Linked DNA regions of Drosophila melanogaster: region 1 is linked to region 2. The links are chromatin contacts, called in public Hi-C maps. All regions are on one chromosome and are shown on one strand. The core of a region is the stretch at or near the end of the contact, and the rest is flanking DNA. Distances in the headings are between cores, read along the strand shown. Region 1 holds the start of SP1173 (SP1173,). Region 2 holds the start of l(3)mbn (lethal (3) malignant blood neoplasm).

Region 1 (7,042 bases), core at 178-2,677, 570 kb before region 2:
TGTTTTTTTTTTTGGTTGGGATTGTATCTCTTGGATTTCAGCCCGCCCGCATCCGTGCGATTTGCGCGGCCAACTGATTTCTACTGAAAAGAAAGAGCGGCGGAATCTGTGCTACGCCGGAGTGTAAGTGTAGATCGGGGATCTTCCGATCGACCCGATGTCTATAGCTTTTCGCGAGTGTGCGAGCGAGCAACAACCAAAAATAGACAGTACGAGGAGCGGAGCGGAGCAATTCCAATCCCCCATCCCGATCCCCAATTCCCAGACACGCGCCCTGCAAAGGGTTAAAGTTAAAAGTTGCTCACTCGGCCAATAGGCTAATCGGTGGCATCGAAAATAGCCCCATCGATGTGCCACATCCGATCGCTATATCTGCGGCCATTTAGGATCGTTTCGAGGGAGCCAACCGCCATCATCATCATCGTTCTTGTGGGCCAAGACAAATGCAACTGCGAGTGGCTGACGGCAAATGTCGCCTTAAATTAAATTTAATTGACACTCTGGGGCTGAGCGAAGCAGCTGTGGGTTGACAACTGTTTCTGGATGTGTGGTTATCCTACTTCTATTATCGAAAAGCCCCTTAGATTGCAGCTGTTATGACGGGCAGTTAAAGTTTGTTTGGTTATTCAAAGTAATTGCACCTGGCGTAGGAATTAATTATTAAGCGTTTGGGGGAGGTTAGTTCAGACAAGTAAGGATTATGAATATACAGGTACATATTATATTTTTCAACTTCTACCAATGTATATTTCAATATTGAAGTAGAACATAAAATATTATTAATTTTAAATAAATACTGATTAAATAAGAAAGTACGCAGTTCTGAGCAAAACCCTAGTTCTCAACAAAGGTTCCTTTTGGGGAAAATATAAGTATCAAATAACTAGTCAGACAGTAAAAGTCAATTAAAATCTACCAAATGCAAACATAAACATAATATTATTATTTACTTAGCGTTTCCGCCTCATGTTGACAACGAATTAAGGACCTTTTAGTTATGCATATTAGGTCAATATTTTCTAGTTCATTAAGGAAATGGTCTGTAGCCATGTCCCATATGCATATCAGCCAGACTAAAACACCCTCAGCAACAATGCACGTGTGTCTATCCGCATTGTGCCGCCGAGGATTTCCCATTGCGGGGGTGTTTCCGTGCGAATGTGAGCAGCCCTAAGGGTTGAAAATTCCAGACGCCCGAAAAAAGCGGAAGGCATTTCGTTAGACGGGAAAATCTTGGCAAGAGCCAAATAGAAATCGTAACACAAATATAGGGGTAATCATTGGCGCCGACCGCTAAAAAGTATGCAACACTATTTTTTCAGCGACTCTTAAGCCACAGTCGCGTCCCAGCACATTGGGAAATTGGGAAGGGTAGCCGAAACAGCTGGCTGTGAATGCTTTCCGGTTTTTTGCCGCTGTTGCCCGTTTAGTTTTCTTTCGAACGGCGAGGCGTTTGGACGCGCACGCGGATTACCAGTTGGGAAAATATATCGAAACCGTGCCTCGAAACTCACCCACGCCGGGAGCTTCTTTGACTTCTGGCAGCTGCCGCCAAAATAAAAAAAATACATATCGAATAAAAACAAAGTAGTTTTTATTCGAGGCATCCGCGCGACGCGCACTTTTCGGTGTGTTTTCATTTATTAGCTACTTATACATAACATAATAGTGTGTTTCCTTCTGCTTCTTTGGCTTATTCGAAAAACTTATTTTCGTAGTCTCGACTCGTTTTTAGAAATCGCTGCGCGTTTAGCTTGGCAGTGTCGCCTGTTATTCTTGTGCCAGCCAGTGTTGAATTTGAAATATTTTCATTTAATTTGAAAATAAGAAGAAAGAAAGCGAAATAAAAATACAATCAAATACGATTTCGTATATTCCCTGACGACAAGTGCTCGTGGTGTTACTCTACTTGTGCGATTGACAGTGTGTGCTTTTGGTTAATGGAGAATACATAAATAGCAAATAATGTACCCATAACAAACAAGAAGCTACGAATTGGCCATTGACTGAATAATTAGCCTAAGCAATTGCCAGAAGAACGGAAACATTAATGAGCGATTTTCGGCTAACGTTTATGGCAGACAGGCAAATACGAATTATTATATATTCATATACTAACAAATAAAAGTGAATTTGCATGTAAATTATTTACTTAAATTGGAAAAGGGGATTTTGGACGGAAAACGTTACAGGAAGTTTTATACTTTTTTTAACATATTAAAATTTATAAATATTTTTTTATTTCGTTTTGAGATTTCACATTTTTTGTAGTAAAATGTACTTTTATACATTTTTTTAAGACCTTAAAGACTTTACTTATAAACCATGTTTTGGATAACATGTTTATAATTATCCCTAGGCATATCCTTCGTAAAACCTTCTTTAAAGCTTAGTCATCAATCATTTCGCACACAAAACACACTGACACACAATCAAACCCACTCACAAAATTGTGATGTCATCTGGCTTGGCGGCTTCTGCGGTCACCGTTGGCAGCCAAAAGACGAAATTAAAAGCGAAAATGATGTGACTTACTAACCACAAATGGAGGACGACTTCGTTGCCAGCAAGGACTTCGTTTGCCCTCGGTCACGTGTTGCATTTGCCTCGAAGGATTCTCGTGATTCCCGTTTGGTTTAGGGTCTGCGAATGAAATCATCAGCTCGCAGAAGAGAAAATCAATGAAATTGTAGGGACAAACTTTTATTCGTTCACGCACTGAAAAATGCAATTTTCGCGGCGACTCAGTGACGCGGAGACAGCCTGGCGACATCGCCATGGCATATACATATATATGGCACATATAAAAAGGACAATTGCTTAATGCACTATGCAAACCCCTACTCCATTGTCCTTTTGTTCGTTGCCCATAGTGTGCACTCGGGTAATTTAATCAGTCAGGCGCTCAATTGACGCCAGGACCCTAGGAATAGAATGGGATGGAGTTGTAACCTTGGTAACTACAATAAAAGCGCCCACAAAGGACTCTGCGTGTGACCACTTGCCGCCCCCTAATGACAGTGGATTGCGGGGTGGATGGGTGCGGGGCTCCTAGCAATTTGCCGTAATTTTTATTGACATTTTTATTTTCCACCCATGACGTCGGCATCGTTTCCACTTACAGTGTTGCATCTGTTGCGTTTGCTTTTTAGCGAGTCGCAATTGCACTTTTTTTCTTCAGCCCATTTATGAAGTTTCCAGTGGCAGACGGGCCCCTTTCGGGTTTTCCTTTTCAAGCGAATGACCTAATAGTTGCTAAATAGGTTTATGAGTTCAGCGACCAAAACAGTGGAAAGGTATTTCCCTGAATGGTCTTAAAAAAAAGCAATTACTTAATTTAGTCTCTAATTTAATTAACTCGTGTCGTTTGGTTAATAAATGTTATATCATTTATTCTATTTTGAGTACTACAAAAATACAGTACACAAATTTACGATTGCGCATTATGAAGGTCACATATCAAATTTCAAAATGATAAAAAACAAAATATGAGGGCAATGATTTTTTATGTATGACAATTTTCTCTACATCTTTGACCCAGATCCTTAGAAATATATCATGATCTATCAATAAATTGAGCAATTTATCATCACCCCAAGTAACCCTAAAGTAACAAAGTTATGCGTGTGGGATTTGTTAAAAAATACCGATGGGGTGGAACAAATGCCGGTAGGCAAAACGCAAATAATAACAACCACCCCTTGCAATAAAAGAAGGAAATAAGCATTAAAACACGCCAGGCGTTGCCGTCAATCAAGCCAAAAATGAAATCTACGCCAAAAAGGGGGTCAAGAAGCGTCGTTAGAAGAGGCAGGAAACCACCCCGAAAAGGTAGAAAGTGCCGGGAACCACCCTTAGAATAGGTTAGACAACCACCCTAAGAAATCGTAGAAACTTCAAGATATCTCCACCTTGCTAAAATTTTTTTGTTTTGACTCTCTTTTGCGTGTGTGAGCTACTGCTGTTTTCGATATGTACAAAAGAAATAACGAAAAAATACACCCGCATCGCTTTTGGCTTGAACTTGAATTTCGCAGAAAGAAACGCGTCGATCTTTGCAGACAAAAAAAAACTCGACAAACAACTTCGGGGCTTAAAACCGGCAGACAAGACATTCTAATGGCAAACAATGGGGCTATAAACCAATACTATAAAAGAATAAAGGCATATAAACTAAATATGTATATGTATATATATATAGGCGGTACCTACATTTATTGGTATGGGTTTAATTTGAAACACAAAACCCAAAACAAGCTTTAGATATAAGGCATTCGAGTGTGTCCGCCGCATATGACATCATTTTGCCGTCATCAGCGATAACCTCATCATGATCTTTTTCAAAGATCTCTCTGCTGGTCAGTCGGTTAATTTGCTCTCGTATCGAAATTATGTTAGCTAAACTCATTCTGTGCTGATTTTTCCAGAATTTGAAATTACACATGTGTGTATATGTTGTGGGATATACTGTCGACATTTTGAGTTCGTCCATTCGCACATCTGGTGCGGATACTTTCAGTGGGTTATGTTTTTCTATATAAAAGACATGAGCGCAAATAAACGATCCCATGGCGACCAAAATAATCTCGAAAGCATAAATAAAAAATAATGAAAATAAAAGAGGGGAAGAAAAGGAAGTAAACATTTAAATTTCGATTGTGTTTGCTTTGGATCATTAATTGTTTGTTTGGGAGAAGTTGGTTTATTTACTGGGCCTTATGTCACAGAACTGGAGCAAATAAATATTTAAAATTTCTTTACTGGCCTTGAAAGTGCATATATATAGTTCATATAGGCTATATTTGTAGAACTTTTCTTGATTGTTCGTCCATCTAGCTTTCACTGTATTTATGGTAGTTTTTCTTGTAAATCTATATAGTGCCCAAACATTTTTCTTTATGTGTGTCACAGCTTTTGCAAGTTGCGGATGACTCAGAGGCGTCGACGCCTCCTTCAGGCTGTCTCAAAGATATATACCTAAAGATATATATATATATATGTATATATATATTTACACATTCGCAGAGAGCAAGATACTTTCGGGCTATTTCGGCAACTGTCATGGACCCCCAAGCATTTACAGTAGCTGCTGCTCGCTTCTGTTTGTTTTCATTTATGACGCACCACTATTTTGGCGGACCAACGAAACTAGGGCAAACTTTTGTTGGTTCTGTTTTGATTTTTGGCGACCAGGACAGAGAGTTTGGCCCCAGCAAACATTACTCTACTAAGTAAGGCAGTTAAATTGCCAGCGAATTTCAATGTCAGACGGCGCCATTGTCAAGCAACTCGAAAACTGCCCACGCTACATAAAAAGGGATTTGCTAAGTCTTTTGTATTTTTTTATTTTGGTGTTCAGCTGTCGAGGGAGAGACAAAGGAAATGTTGTGAACCAATCGAGAACATGTTCAAGTTAATGCTGCATTCGAGGAAATGTTTTCCTGTTTACGACTATCAGAGTATCCAAGTATCTGCCGCTTGAATGACAGGCCAACGTCAAAGCCAACTTGTAGCTACAAATGTATCTATGTATCTCCTTTTGTGGACCTCGTGCTGGCGCTCTTGGGGGCCGGTTTCCAGAATTGCATTTGCTGCCATTGAATTGGAAATCAAGTTTTGAGGAAATGTCTACAATGCGTGACTTGGTTGGACAAAGATCCTCGACACGACTCCGGGTCGCGTCAGCGCCACTGGGCACCCCTGACTTTGGTTCCCAGCTCCAAAAATGGTCAACTCGCAGGTTAACATACGTTTTTGGAGGCCCCACATTGCGTCTGCGCAACTGATGTCTCAATTGTCGGCGCCGTCACTTTAATTCTCTTTTCGAATAACGGCAATTGGCACACTAAATAATTAATTGATAGCCAAATTGAAGCTACTGCAATTACAATTCAATTAAGCTCAAATTCCATGTCGCAATCGAAAAAAAAAACTTGCAAAACTATTTCAAAAAGGTTCGAAAGTGGGAAACGCGGGGCAGGCAGAAATATTTTCACGCTGCACTGGCGCGTTCCAAATGCATAGGAAAATACAAGGTTAAATGCAAATATCTCATACATTGAGTCAGCAATCTATGGGGCATGATATCATAATTTGCCTAACGGTGGAAAATTGATTTAGAAAACTGAATCTGAGGCCCCTAAGTAAACTTATCAAAACTTTTGGGTATGATCTCATTTTTTATGGTGTCAATCGGTTTTGTTAAGTGAAAAATTGATTTTAAAATTAGTAAATGTTTAATCAGGCATACAATAATTTGTCACTCGGTTTTTTTTTGCGGTCGGTCCACTGTAGAAAAATAAAATATTTTTCTTTTGTTATAGCTTGGAAAGCACTAGGCTCGCACGTTCTTTTTGATAAGTAAATTAATACAGTATAACCTCCGATGGTGTCCCCTCTCCCTTCCTCATTCACCGAGTGCTAAAAAGTTTTTTAAATATAGATCGCACCGAAAAATATTGCGTCAAAACGAGCAGATGATGTCACCGAGGCATTGCTCCAAATATCTCTAGAGAAACGTAGACGCGAGATCATTTTATTTCGTTGTCTCTGGGGTCACGACACCTACAAATTGAAGCTGACAAAAGTTTTTTGACAGTTTAATGGGTCTTGCTTCAGCGCAACTTGGAGCAGAATTAAATGAGCAATTCTTTTTTTTTGCAATCCATCCAAACACCCACCTCTGCTGACCAGTTTGGCCGACAGCTGACTGGGAAATCAGTCAAGAAACAAGTGATGTAAACAAAAATGCATGAGGAGGCAACAAGTTGCAAGCTGCTGCCGGCCGGCCCATTTGCATTCAAGTGCTGGCTGGCCCCCAGCGATCACCACAAAATCTAAACAAGAAATTGATTTTCCAATTGGTTTACCTGAAAAAGTACATATGCCTTGGATTCCCCACATTGTGTGGTCCAAAAAAAGAACAATAAAAATGTCTGGAAGAGGGAGACTTTGATGTTTGTATTTATATCTTGCGTATAATAACTACAAATTTCAAATTTTCGAAAAACAATACAAGATATTTGATATCGATGAAATTTTT
Region 2 (6,928 bases), core at 3,712-6,211:
TGTCCGATTTACATATCGTATAGGGCTTTTAACGATTCAGCTTTAGGCCGAATTCAATTTCACACATTTATCACATTTTGCTTTATACACTACAAGTTTGACTAGTTTGGCAGCGTTGGGCTCGGTCGTCAAAGTTTGTCCATCCATCTATATAAAGGGAGTACAACCATCAGAGGGCATCATTCGTCGCGAACTGTTCGAGAACCGCAGATCAAAACACCAAACAACAATCACCATGAAATTCCTGATTGTCTTCGTCGCCCTCTTCGCCGTGGCTCTGGCTGCTCCTGCCGCTGAGGAACCCACAATCGTGCGCTCTGAATCCGACGTTGGACCCGAAAGCTTCAAATACGAGTAAGTTGCCTATGAGAAATGACCCAAAAGGATACCTAGCTGACACTGACTTCCTTCTTAGCTGGGAAACCTCCGATGGACAGGCTGCTCAAGCTGTAGGTCAGCTGAACGACATTGGAACTGAGAACGAGGCTATCTCTGTGAGTGGATCCTACCGCTTCATTGCTGATGATGGCCAGACCTACCAAGTCAACTACATCGCCGATAAGAACGGATTCCAGCCCCAGGGTGCTCATCTGCCCGTTGCCCCCGTGGCCTAAGTGAAATTGCTTTGACCTTTAGCAATTTTAAAGCCATACTATCCAACTCCTTGTTAATAGCCCCAAACATTACCAAACCAATCCTATCCCTGTTTTCAAAGGATGGGAACTAAGTCAACCAGCACCACTTGTTAAATATTAAAGGAATTTAATTACCTGAACTTATGTGTGTTTGTTTTCATAAAATTCATAATTATTTTATTTTTCAGAAGAAGTCGAAATTAAGTTTTGAATACAATTAGCTTTTGATTAACATATGGGGAAGGTCGTAGTCGAAAAAGAACCGACTGATTATAGATATTCGAAGAATAGAAACTGGTCACAGCGTGTATACGTGACCGCTGCACGATTAAATGTTTGTAAAATACTCTGATATTTGATATAGAATACTCTGATATGTAGAATATTCCATGCTTGTTGGATTGCTGATTGATATTTTCTATTAATAATTAATGTATATACCAATAGTAGTGTACACAAAGCATTTGCTGAGGCTTTACTTATTCAAACATTAGATGATAATATGAGAAATGACAATGGCAAAATCACAATGCACAATAATAAAAAGTTCGAATACAGAACTTTATGCATCTCGACTAGAAGACATCGTTTAAACCTGAGTTTATATGTATATAGCAAATGGTGATCGTGTACTGTTTTTTATACAAATTTTCACCGTTCTATCTGTTTGTTTCAAACAAACATGTTCACGATTAGCTTAATTAACCAATAAGATTTGAGAATTCAAAGGTGATGGCAAGGTAAGGCGTCATTCTGTCTATCAATTGACTGTCGACAAGGTAATTGCATACATTACCATCTGTTGGATATACCTGCATGCACGATTAGTGCAGGGTACTTAGAGTGTTAATCTGTAATTAAAATGTGTTTTATTGAATGTTTGCATTATAGCTGATTTCTTTATTTTTAATTTGTTTTATTATTTTGCATTTTTCGCCGATGAGGACATAATCCAGAGATTTCGTATAAAAGGGCATCAGATGATCGCATCGCAGCTCAGTAAAGTGCAGCTAGCTGTGACGGAGACTCTGAAAAACTAATTCTTTCCGCAATGCAATCGAATTTCATGTGGCTGGTAGCCTTCCTGGCAATTGGTATCTGTTTGGCCTTTCCCGCTGGTGAGGATGCCCAGGCGGAGACCATCAAACTGGAGAGCGAAAACACGGGCGATAAATATTCCTTTGCGTAGGTATTGCCCAGAAATGATTTGGACATAATGCATTTAATTGTAAAATTTTTTAACCTTAAACTGAGATACTATTACTATTTTGCGTAGAAACGGCTTGACTATTGAAACTGATGTATATAAATATGTACACATATATAAACTTTATTTAGTTGCACATGTCTCCCTCACTGCGTTGCAAACTTCTGACTGATATCAGAGGTATAAGCCTCTGCAAGGGCAAAATTAAAGAGGGTAGCTTTGAAATGCTTAGTTGTAACAGGTGTTTAATTATTCGATGTTCCTATATACAATTTCAATCAATAATTAATTTATTAAAAACAATTAACATCGAATTCCAGCTATGAGACGAGCAACGGAATCTCACGCACTGAGACCGGTGAGGTGAAACCTGGAGCCGGCGAAGAGGATGGTTCCTTGTCTGTCCAGGGATCGACCAGCTGGTCAGCTCCAGATGGCAAAAAATACGAGATTAGTTTCACGGCCGACGAAACTGGCTACCATCCCAAGTTCAGGCTAGTAGCCTAGGAGATACCTGGATGTATAATGATTCCGGATGCGAATAAATAAGTTGACTTTATTTATCCAATGTAAAAGATTCGTAGAATTAGAAAAGTAAATAGAAAAAATGTATATATTTGAGGAAGCTCCCGAGTTTTATTGACGTCACTAAGACTGGCTGGATTATTATAAATATAATAAAGCTCAATGAATTGTTAAAAATTTGAATAATGAAATATTTATGAACGCGATTCTTTTTGGACTATAGTGTTATTAAAATTTTATATTAGGCCTTTTAATGCTCCTACTTCAAACGAAAATGAAATCCAAACCAGACATTTCACATTAACATTGATTTTGCTCATTATGTCTTGTACACGTTTGACTAGTTCGGCCGCGCTTTGAATAATCGCCAAGAGGGTGCCATCTATAAAAGGGTTTACGCGGCCGTCCATAGTTACCATTCGACTTGAACTGTTCGATAGCCGCAGATCTAAGCACCAAACAACAATCACCATGAAATTCCTGATTGTCTTCGTCGCCCTCTTCGCCGTGGCTCTGGCTGCTCCTGCCGCTGAGGAACCCACAATCGTGCGCTCTGAATCCGACGTTGGACCCGAAAGCTTCAAATACGAGTAAGTTGCCTATGAGAAATGACCCAAAAGGATACCTAGCTGACACTGACTTCCTTCTTAGCTGGGAAACCTCCGATGGACAGGCTGCTCAAGCTGTAGGTCAGCTGAACGACATTGGAACTGAGAACGAGGCTATCTCTGTGAGTGGATCCTACCGCTTCATTGCTGATGATGGCCAGACCTACCAAGTCAACTACATCGCCGATAAGAACGGATTCCAGCCCGAGGGTGCTCATCTGCCCGTTGCCCCCGTGGCATAAGTGAAGTTGCTTTCACTGTAAGCAGCTTTAAACCCACCAATTCTGCAACACTCTTTGTTATCTTCCCCAACACTTACCTACTTTCGGTTTTCCCTTTTAAAAGGGAAAGAATCCTAAGTTACAGAACGCAGTTTGTTGAATATTAAAAAATGTAGATTTTATATGAATTCGTTTTATTTTAAATGTGCTTTTCGCTCAAAAGGTCGGAAACGTCGTTTTTTTTTAAAGGCGATTATTTGAAAATATTTTGTTAAGTTGTTCAGATAAATAGAACTAGATTCTTATGGCAAACAACGGACCTAATTAAAGGTTTTTTTCCATTAAGCAATTCTTAAGAAGTGTAAATAAGTATTTTGAAAGAATAGGTATTTTTTTCATTTAGAAAATTATTAATTAAAAAAAAAAACATTTTAGAACTGAAAATACAATTTTTTATTATGTATTTTATTACTCTAACCGCTAACATACCCAGTCGTCTTCAGGCTTTATTAGGTGTTCTTATTACATGAACATTATTAAAAAAGAAAAAGTTTTTGGGCCCTTATAATAATATTAAAAAAGAATATATTTTTCCTATTTTTAACTTATCTTAACAAAATCAAACGAAAATTTCCAGTATGCCTTAATAAAATAAAAACAAAAAGTTCTCCCAAATGCATAGTCGGCTTTGCGGATTTAAAGTGCATAGTTTAATCATAAAAGACTCTTAAGCTTACTTTCAGGCTATAGCTATTCAGATTGCATTGAAATCGAATGACTTAGGCAACGAACTTTTTAAATCCCTTGCATACTTTTGGGGGCTAAATGCTAATTACCAGTATCTTCGTGATGCGTCTCTTTAGACGCGAATCATTTATGCTCGTATTGAAAGACAACTGTTATAGCAATTAATATGCAAATTTTAGCATACAACATCAGTCATTGCCGAACTTGACAGCAATATTTCAATTACAATTGACTTGCAGTATCCGGCAGAAGATAAGCTCACTGCTGATTGCCGATCGATGAAAATAGAGAAGTGCAAACATCTTCCTCATTGCATTCGAATTTGCTCATCAAGCAGGTCAAATGCCTGGCTATCGATGAGACTCAACAAGTTGGATTGCAAATACATTGGGGTCGATTAATTATTAACAGATACAAATCGGCATGAACTACCCTTCAGGCCTGATAGCCGATTTTGAAGACCAATCTAAAGTGTTATTAAATTTCAATACAGTACTAATAAATTAGACCATTCTAAATTTAATCTTGTAAAACTTCTCTCATAATTTGATTTTTTTGGATCTTTATTTGCTTAAATATAAAAAATATCTAATAACGACTTTTGTATGCACTTTACTAGAACTCAATCTACAAATAAATCAATACGGACCAAAAATACTCAGGAAGTCTAGCAATAAAAGCCAAAAAGGTTATTTACCAAAACTAATTTAGCTTTTGTATAAAAAATATCGAGGATGCAAATTACTTAGTAAGTTCAGAACTAGCTGACAAGCAGTTTAAATAATCAAATAAATAACTTTTCAAACTGCATGAAATTTTAAATTATAAGCACAGGCTTGGCTGAGGCTCAAGAGGTGTGATGCGATCTGGCCAATGCTACCAGCTATGCGATCCGACTTGGCGAAATACACAACGTGTAGAAGGCAGAGATTCGCACGCACACTTGGCCAACAAGCAGCGGCAGGTTCTCGTCCGCCTCTAATGTTTTATAATGTTTACCTAATATTATTAACATTGTCAATTCGCTGCCGAACATCGTGGGGTGTGTTTCATTCTAAGGCGCTTGCTCCGTGCCGATAATCTAGCCGTGAGAAACGCGTCTTTCCGTCCGCTTGAAATCTAAATATTTATAATCGCGTATTTGTATTAAAATATAAACGCCCGTTTATTTATGCGTTTTTGTGTGAGCTCTGACAGTTTATATTAGGGCGTGAAAATAAAATAAAATTGGTGACCGATTTAAATAAATAATAAATTCCCAAAATGAGCCTAAAATTGATGGCGTTTGTCTGTGCTGTAAGTGCTTAAGTTTGATCCCAACTCTGAACCCGGCATTCATTGAGTTCCCTTTAAAGCTGCTGCTCCTGTGCACCTTGACCCATGTCCTGTCGGCCGCGACCACAGTGCGTCCCTACAAGTTCGGCTTCACCATCGACGAGCAGCAGCATCGGGCAGAGAAGAGAGGTGAGCTGGTTGAGCTAGCAAATGACGCTAATTAAACCATTAGCATATCTTGACTACTGTGCGTCGATTTATTGACACCGAAACCGAAATATGTAAATAGATGATGCGTCATCTCGAGAGTCGTTAGGAGCAGATGCACAAATGCAGCACCATCCAGCAGCTAGCAGCCAGCATTAGCCAAAAAAAGCCATAACTTTTGACTTTTGAGCCGGAGTGCGACTAGTGGCGGCTTGTGCAATGCCACACAATACACGTTTGATGGGTGCACGGTGCACCTGAGCGACAGGTCACCAGCAATTGAAATACCAGCCACCAATGGCAATTAGCGGAATCTTCACAACACACATATGGCCGGGGGTTCATCTCTGAAGTCCATTGTGTAGTGTCCAAATGGCATGCATGGTCGTTATGATTTTTATTTCCATGCTGAATCGGTGATAAAGTTTTCAGAAAATCGAAAACGAAACGTGGCCGATTTGCATAACATGTAGACTCTTTCGAACACACAAATGTTTGGCTTATTTATGGTTTTTCTTTCTTTGGCTAATGCTAATTTCAAAAAGATCAGCCACATTTCAATATTTATAAGTATAATTCTGGCATATAAAATGCCAGAGTTGAGCCAAAAATTGTATTACGTTCATATTAACAAACAAATTCAGGAACTCGTTGTGCATGCAAAATGATATTTGTTTGTTGTATAACTATTCAAAGGAGAACGGTATAAACGGTATCCTAACAAAAACAATTTCGGCACCTTTGATTTAAATATTGAACGATCTATTGATCAACATCAGATTTTTAAAGTCTAGCTTACGGGGCATTACTTCAGAGCTATAATACGTAACTTTAAATTTAACATACTAGAAAAAAATGTATTGTCACTTAGAATATATTTAATTGTATTTTACTATTTACTATATTACATAATTAAAATTTTTTCTAACCAAATACTGTTTGAAATTTTACTTGCCTTCTTTATGAATAGTCTCTTGATTACAAACATTAGGTTTTTGTACTGTAAAATAATTAAGTGGGAATGAAACTTTACCAATAGTTATAAATCCTTTAATTTTGGTTAAATAATTTTCTAATTATAATTTATAATAATTTATTCCCAGTTTCAATTTTTATTACCCACTAAAATGTATGTTAATTTTATGGTTATTTTTTTATTAGTGTTAATTGTATAACCAGAAAATGATAGTCTTAATTTATATTGATACGAGTTTAATAGTTTTCATTATTTAGCCCAGCTCATTGAACAATTTAAAATCAAATTGATCACGACAAAAGAATAAATTGAAATAAAGAATTGTTTTCAAGCCCCGTCGAAATCGATCGAGACAAATGGGAAAGTGACACGAAGCCAAATTTGAATTAAACCTAAAACAAACAAGCGAAAGCCAATTGATGCAAACCGTTAAAACTTGTTGGCCAGTATTGTGGAAACCTGTTTCCAGACACAAAGGCCACAAGCCAGAATTTCAAATGAGAACATTTTAGTGGGTGGCTGGACAG

The links. A called contact is a pair of places that touch in the nucleus more often than the background predicts.
Region 1: a contact with region 2 is called in a Hi-C map of the Kc167 cell line, with 1.6 times the contacts expected there. A contact is called at or near these places in 2 of 107 Hi-C or Micro-C datasets (both in the Kc167 cell line) and 1 of 7 datasets of targeted methods (the Kc167 cell line).

What each region holds. Positions count from the first base shown.
Region 1 is chr3L:6,697,906-6,704,947 of dm6, reverse strand. It overlaps SP1173 (SP1173,), which reads left to right and starts at 1,427. Exons shown (of 6, transcript NM_168178.2): 1 at 1,427-2,085. CG8519 reads right to left here and starts at 88. Exons shown (of 3, transcript NM_139797.4): 1 at 1-88.
Region 2 is chr3L:6,126,840-6,133,767 of dm6, reverse strand. It overlaps l(3)mbn (lethal (3) malignant blood neoplasm), which reads left to right and starts at 4,961. Exons shown (of 6, transcript NM_168157.2): 1 at 4,961-5,239; 2 at 5,299-5,407. The coding sequence starts at 5,207. Lcp65Ag3 (Larval cuticle protein) reads left to right here and starts at 2,779. Exons shown (of 2, transcript NM_144405.2): 1 at 2,779-2,957; 2 at 3,019-3,382. The coding sequence starts at 2,839. The coding sequence ends at 3,217. It overlaps Cpr65Au (Cuticular protein 65Au), which reads left to right and starts at 1,659. Exons shown (of 2, transcript NM_001300024.1): 1 at 1,659-1,820; 2 at 2,163-2,526. The coding sequence starts at 1,687. The coding sequence ends at 2,349. Lcp65Ag2 reads left to right here and starts at 175. Exons shown (of 2, transcript NM_057924.3): 1 at 175-354; 2 at 416-778. The coding sequence starts at 236. The coding sequence ends at 614. It also overlaps asRNA:CR46005.